Linked DNA regions of Zea mays: region 2 is linked to region 1. The links are chromatin contacts, called in public Hi-C maps. All regions are on one chromosome and are shown on one strand. Each heading gives the region's core, a stretch centred on a gene start, on an enhancer-like site or on the middle of the called end of the contact. The rest is flanking DNA. Distances are from core to core; before and after follow the strand shown.

Region 1 (3,586 bases), core at 700-3,199:
AGGAAGGGATGCGGGATAGAAGTTAGCTAGCTAAGTAGCTAACTGGCCCACAACTATATGGTGTCAGAGCTTACATCCCTAATCACGAGGTTAACAAACCAAATTTTGAGTGCACGACAGCATGTCCTGTTACTTTTATAATCACCAATCACACACCAAAACAACTGACTGTTAACGTTATTCTAATTCGTAGATGGAATGCTTGCAAAGTTGTACTCCCTCTATCCACAAAAGGATGCAGCTAATGGGACAAAAGGATGCAACTGTGGGATTTGTGCAAGTCAAACTAGTTTGACCAAGTTTATAGTGAATAATATTAACATTTATGTCCCTAACTAGATTTACTACGAAAATATATCTCATAATTAATTTTATGGACAGGCTTGGTGCAGCGGTGAGAGTTGTCTCACTAGAGTCATCAGGTCACGGGCTCAAAGCTCTTCGTATTTGTAGGGAAAGACTTGCCTCGGTTTATCCCTTTCCCACACACCACTCATGTGGGAGCCTCCGGCACTGGGTCTGCCATTCTACTTATCTTACCATAAAGGTTAATACTTCTTGGTATAATTATGGTCCAACTTCAAACTGTTTGGCTCCTCGAAAAGTGAAAATTGCACCCTTTTGTGGATGGATGGAGTAATAGAGATCAAAGTTTTCAAGTGATCATGTCTCATACAACCTTGTTGACGATCCTAGCACAAAATACAATACAGTTTCTATTTACAAAATAAGAATTTAGCATCAAATACAAGAAACACACATATCTAACCAGCATTTTATTTCATTTCTCTTAGCCTTGTCCAGTGAACGGTATGGAAAGTAGCATACAGTGCATATTATGATACATATGGGCTACTATAAAGTAGTTGAGGCAATTAACATGGGTTACTCAACTGCAAATGCCTAAGAAAACATGTTTGGGCTCTTGCTCACTGCACACAGTGAGGCTTATTAATAAAATCATACATGAGTACACAAGTAGGAAACACCGCATACATACGCTGAATGTTTTGCTTGACACGTTCACGTCTTGCCTCCAGCTCAGCCAATTCCTGGAAGGTACTATGATATATCAGCATCAGATGCAATGACTATGTTGCTCTCCTTGTAAAGTTTGGATTGACAATACAATAAAAGGGAAGACCTAGAAAAACTTTGAATGACAATGTGTTGTTTCACATTCTTGCTCTTACCTCTGGTGTTGGAGCTTTCTTCCTTTGGCCATTCAGCCAGCAAATCCACTCGACTACAAGCACGACATGACTATGAGATGTTGTATATGCAATCAACAAATCCAAGTACATAATAATCTAAAATCAAGGCCACAATCCATACATGCCTGCAAACACGGTGCCGTAGCAGTTACATTAGGATTCTTCACTTCTTCAGTCACATCACAACATCCTCATCGGGAAAATGAGCAGGAAGGGAGGAAGGTAACCTGGAACGGTGGTCGAGTCCTGGTCTGCGCCCTTGAACTCCACCCAGCGCCTCTCCTTCACTGTTCCCTTGTTCCGCAATCAAGAACAGCATGAAGAAGAAGAAAAAGCAACCGCATCGAGATTTGCTTAGCCGGCATTCACGTGCCTTCCTCCTTGCCAGAGGAGACCGGGAGCGGGGAAACTAGAGGCAAGCTCGTGCAAGTAGGGGTAACAGGGGGTAGGATGAGCGGGGTGGACGGGGACACGTACTTGTGCCGTCGACCTCCTCAACGCGGGTGAAGTAGCGGTTGCCGGCCTTGTCGACGCCCACCTGCGTCCGCGATTGGAACATGCCGAGCAGCCGCGACAGCAGCCGCTTCGACATCGCAGCTTCCGGATCTTCCCCGCTCCTGCCTCGCTAGAAATGGTCGCCCTGTCCCCTATCTGTCGCCTGCGCCTCGCCGGAACCGGTCGCCACTTCCGTCTCCGTAGCCGTCGGCCTGCCGCCAGCGAATCAGTATGGGTGTCTGGTCCACAGACGGCGCACAACGCCATAGCTCAACTGGTTATTAGGTTGGGCCATGTTTGGGCCGTTTCCAGGGTAGGACTTGCAGCCCAATAGTCATTGCAGGACGGGAGAGCTGGGAAGTGGTCAGACGATGGCGCGAAGCTCCGTATCGCGTAGGCTATGCGCAATTGCGTCGTTCTTCATCTCCTATCCGTCCTAATTTACAATTTGTTTGAATTTCTCTATCAAATTTAATTAGCTTATCTTATTCAATTTTTTGCGAAAAATGAAAAGTAAAGTTACATTTAAAATATATTATATACTAAATGATATCACAGTAAAAAATAATAATAATAACAGATTTGTTTGAATACTAGTCAAATTTGAATTAAAAAATCAAATGAATTATAAATTGGAACGGAGAAGTTTTTGTATGTTTAGGGCTACTTTGAGAACCTCAAATCCCTTTTGGGATTAGAGGGTATTGAGGTGGAAATGAACTAATTTTCTCTTCAATCCCCTTCAGTCCTGAAGAGGATTTGAGTTTTCAAACTAGCCTTTAGAGAGTCTATTGGAGGATTTTTTTTATCTAAATCTCTATTCTGATGGAATGTAAAGACTCACGAATTTATTTGAAAAAAACATTACAGATCACTGTAAAAAAAGGTCATGGCTACATTAGACCGTCTCCAACAATTCATCCATTTTTTCATTGTTTTGCATTGCATACTACACATTTTGCAGAGTGGGGTTTAAATATAAGGCTATGAATGTGTAAGATGCTGGAGATAGTTTTTACGTAGCAATGTTATAGAGCTCTATTCTAAAAAATATAGTTAGTTAGAATATAGATATATCAAGATAAATTAGTTGGTTAGAGTATGGAGATTTCTTTGGAGCTGCTCTATAACATTGCTGCGTAATGTAGCCATGACATTTTTTACAATGATATGTGCCATCTTTTTCAAATAAATTCGTGTATACAATGTGATATATAAAAAATAACGAAACACTTTTAAAACATTAGTTTTGTGCATCGTTTGTGTTATCTTTCATATCGCTTTCTGTTAGAGGGTCCTTCCTCGCCGCTCTCAGGAGGACTTAAATCCAAGTCCAAATCCAAGTCCATGTAGAGTGCATGGAAGATGAAGTCCCCACCGCCACCCGCCATCTCTACAAACTCAAAGTCATCAGAGGTGGGGAGATGACCGTATGACACGGTCGAGGCGGGAAGGTGTTGAGGCTACTGCTAGAACCACCGCAGTAGGACATCATTTCTGTGTCATATAACGTAGAGAGCTCTACGTAGGACGCGAAGAAAGCCGACAGATTGTCATACGAGGGGTTGAACCTCATATAGATCACGATCTGTCGTCTTATTTCATTAACTTTAGAAGGCGGGGCGAGCTTGTGTCCCTCATGCCGCCCGCATGGGGTGAGGCTGAGGGGCACCGAGGGCTTCCAAGATGGTGTCGGGGTCTCCGACGAAGGAGGTCGGGCAGGTGTCACTCTGACCATATTGCCTTCCTGGCTGATGACGAAACCGAGGTTTCCAATGTGAATGGCCGCTCCGGGGGTATCGTCTATGTGCGGCCGCCTGTAGGATCTAGGACACTAGCTAGAGGGGGTGAATAGACGGTTTTGACTAAAATCAACC
Region 2 (3,599 bases), core at 373-2,872, 140 kb after region 1:
TTCTTTCTGTTCTCCTTTGAGGGCGAATGCACCAGAAGGGCAGCTTGATGGGTCCTTGTTTCTTTTTTCCTCGTAATCCGTGTCCACTCTTCTGTGGATGAGTTGGACAATGGGGTTCCTCGGGTGAATGAATTTTCCGCTCCTGGTTTGCAGGTGGTAATCTTTGCTCGGAGCGCTGGAGGTTGCGGTATTTCCGGCTTTGCTCTGGCTTTCCCGAAGGTTATCGAGGAAGGTTTTCTTTCCGGCAGATCCGCTATGCGATGTAGAGTTCCTTCTTCATCTCCACGGATGAAATGGTTCCGAAGCAGAACACGGATCTAGGGCGGAGAGCAATCTTGTGCTAGAAAGTGACGGCCATTGAGCTAGCTTGGATCAGTGACACACCCCTTACCTGGCGCGCCAGCTGTCGGTGTTTTGGGTCCGGCCGCGTACCCGGGGTTGCCCCTCGAGGTACTTTTTAGAGTAGGACGGTGTTACTGACTGTAGCTCGATGGTTCGTGCTAGATGCACGAGAGACAGTGGGCAATTTTATAAAGGTTCGGGCCGCTTAGAGAGGCATAACACCCTACTTCCTGATGTGGATCTTTTATGTGGTAGGTTACAGGGGAGTTCTCTAGTATGAGGGATACTAGAGAGTTGAGTAGACGACTAATCAGTGAGTTGTCTTTGAGGGGGTGCCCCCTAGGCCTTATATACTCGACCGTGGGGCGCTACATGCAGATATGATAACAACGTGTGCCTAAGTAATAGTGAACCGACTGAGCCTATCTTACTATAATTCTGCCGACTTATCGTCATTCAGTTTCGACGCCTGAGGGCGCAGCGCGGGAAAATCGGGTCACTGCTGTGGATAATGCTTAAATCCATTGGGTCACCTGGGCTCGAGTTGATCCAATCTTGCGTCGATCCACTCTGCCAGACATTCCTCCCCAGACCCACGAAGGGATGGCCTTGCGAAATAATGGGCCCAAGACCTTTCGCGAGGTCTTCTAGCCTTCTAGTGGACCCGAAGGATATCTGTCCTCCACAATGACGGACTCGAAAGTTTTCTCGGGTGCACATGAGTGAGGACAAAGTGCGCACAAAAGACCCGTGTTGGTCTGTGGGGACAATATATGATCATAGAGAGCTGCCAGCAGTGAGTACCGTCGGTACGAGATTGGACGGGTGTTATAAGTTTACGGGGCCTATCCTCGCATTGCTCGGCACGGAGTTTGCGGGGACTTATCCTCATGACATGCTTCGAGGTTACAGTGGGCAGAGGAAGGTGTGTGGCCCGCGAGGCGGTTTCTGCGTGTGGTGTGTGAGAGTTCGTTTCAGAGGTGCGGGGAAGCACGACGACGTACGATGGTCACTGGAGGAGGATGACACACGAAAACCATGATACACAAAACTTTCTTATTATATTAGTAGAGAAGAGTTTATATGAGTGCGGATTAATTCTAAAGAAATGTAAGTTTTTTTTTCTGAAAAATATTGATATGGAACAACAGATAAAACTGATACTAATATAGTAGAAATAGAGACAAGACTACTGTTGCTAGTCTTACGGCCTCTAAAGTTTTTTGAGCCTTGGCCTAAATAAAGCACCACGAGTCTAGTCCGGTCGGCCCAATTCCCACTAGCATGGAGGCACAGAGACTTCGGTTCGCGTTTCTCTCCCCGTGCCCCGCCTTCCTCGGCTCCTCCTCCCTCCCTCCGACCACGACCTCTCACTCCCGCGTCGAACTCGCCGTCCTCTTCTCCCTCCCCATCTTGGCCGGTTCTGGCCGTCTATCCCTCTCTCCCTTTTCCACGCCCAGGCCAACGCCAAAAAAAACTGCAGCGCGCGCTAAGCGAGCCGCGCGAGGAAGCACTCGCAGGCAACGACCGGCTTGCCGATCGGCGGGGCGCCACCGATTGCCATGGAGCCGGACGACGAGGCGCTGAAGGTGGCGCGCGGCCCGCCGCACCAGCGCCGCGGGATCTCCTACAGCCAGCCACTGACGCGGGACGCCGCGTCCGCGCGCCGCGCCGCGCTGCGCAAGCACAGCCTCGACGACGAGCACATTCTGCCTGCCTCCCACTCCCTCAACTACCCGCTCCACCACGATCCCTCGGGCATGGTGCCCATGGTCTACCACCCTCCGCTCCCGCCCCACCAGCACCACCCCAGCGCTTCCTACTCCTCCAATACCCGACGCTCGGCCGGCGGCCTCAGCGAGGGCTCCATGACGCTCGAGCGCGCCATGTCAGAGTACGGCGGTGGCCATGGCTCCCTCCCGGAGTTCGTCGGCGCGGGGGGCGGCAAGGGCATCTTCCGTGTGCCGCTTCGCGCCGCCATGCACCCGGGCCGTCCGCCCCCGCTTGAGGTACGGCCCCACCCGCTCCGCGAGACGCAGGCGGGCTCCTTCCTCCGCTCGCTAGCCGCCGAGCCGCAGCGCCGCCAGCTCTGGGCCGGGGCCGAGTCCGGGATTAGGGTGTGGTCGCTCGACGAGGTTTTCGCCGAGTGGGGCGCCGGCGCGCGCCGCGGCGACGAGGAGAGTGCGCCCTTCCGCGAGGGCATGCCCGCGCCGCCCGCGCTGTGCGTCGTCGTAGACAGGGCCAACCGCCTGCTGTGGACAGGGCATAAGGACGGGAGGATCCGATCGTGGCGCATGGACCTCGACGCGGCCGCCACGGCTCCTGCGCCCCCGGCCGCTGGTGCCGGCGACGGCGGCGGGAGCGTTGGAGGGAGTAGTCACGGCGGGGCAAGCAATAATGCGCCAGTGTTCAGGGAAGCCCTCACGTGGCAGGCCTATGGCCGGACGCCCGTGCTCTCCATGGTCGTCACTTCGTATGGTCAGCATGCCATTTACCATCCTCATTGCAATGCAAATGCATTTCTGTTGCCACAAACTCACAATTGCGTTGCATCCGCACATTGACATCACTGCATGTGAACTACAAATTAAAAATTTCTGACGAAAATAGTATGTGTTGCTGAATCTAATAACAGGTGAGATATGGTCGGGTTCCGAGGGTGGAATGATAAAGGTGTGGCCTTACGATGCCATTGCCAAGTCCCTGTCATTGTCACCAGAAGAGAAACATATGGCGGCTTTGTTGGTTGAGAGAGCCTACATCGACCTGAGGAACCATTGCACAGTTGGTAATGTTTGCTCATTGCCCGCTTCTGATGTTAAGTACATGCTAGCGGATCATTCCCGGGCGAAAGTTTGGACCGTGACTAGCATGACATTTGCACTCTGGTATGCCTCACATACACAGATGAAAGTTGCTATTTTTTTGAAAGATCTGGAACAGATGAAATGTGTTAATTAGATCACTGTTCTCCCCAGCACATAGTAGGTACTTTAACATGCCAATTCTACTGAACAACTTGCTACAGGGATGCTCGTACAAGGGAGTTGCTGAAAGTATTTGGGATGGATGGCCAAGTTGACTCAGCAAAGCTAGAGACACCTGTCATGCCAGAGCAACCTATGGAGGAAGAGATCAATCCTAATCCTAAAGCAAAACCTTCGAAGAAGGACAAGTCACAAGGTTCTTTGAACTTCTTCCAAAAATCTAGGAATGCTTTAATAGGAGCAGCCGATGCGGTGCGCAGGGTTGCAACA

The links. Hi-C and Micro-C count contacts between places; a contact is called where the count stands out from the background.
Region 2: a contact with region 1 is called in a Hi-C map of leaf, with 6 times the contacts expected there. The contact joins the promoter of LOC103647560 here to the promoter of LOC100283396 in region 1. A contact is called at or near these places in 2 of 25 Hi-C or Micro-C datasets (ear and leaf).

The regions. Positions count from the first base shown.
Region 1 is chr2:197,101,758-197,105,343 of Zm-B73-REFERENCE-NAM-5.0, forward strand. It overlaps LOC100283396 (oxidoreductase), which reads right to left and starts at 1,950. Exons shown (of 8, transcript NM_001156297.1): 1 at 1,692-1,950; 2 at 1,442-1,501; 3 at 1,194-1,246; 4 at 1,001-1,052. The coding sequence starts at 1,806.
Region 2 is chr2:197,246,031-197,249,629 of Zm-B73-REFERENCE-NAM-5.0, forward strand. LOC103647560 (type I inositol polyphosphate 5-phosphatase 13) reads left to right here and starts at 1,623. Exons shown (of 11, transcript XM_008672079.3): 1 at 1,623-2,820; 2 at 2,978-3,230; 3 at 3,371-3,599. The coding sequence starts at 1,905.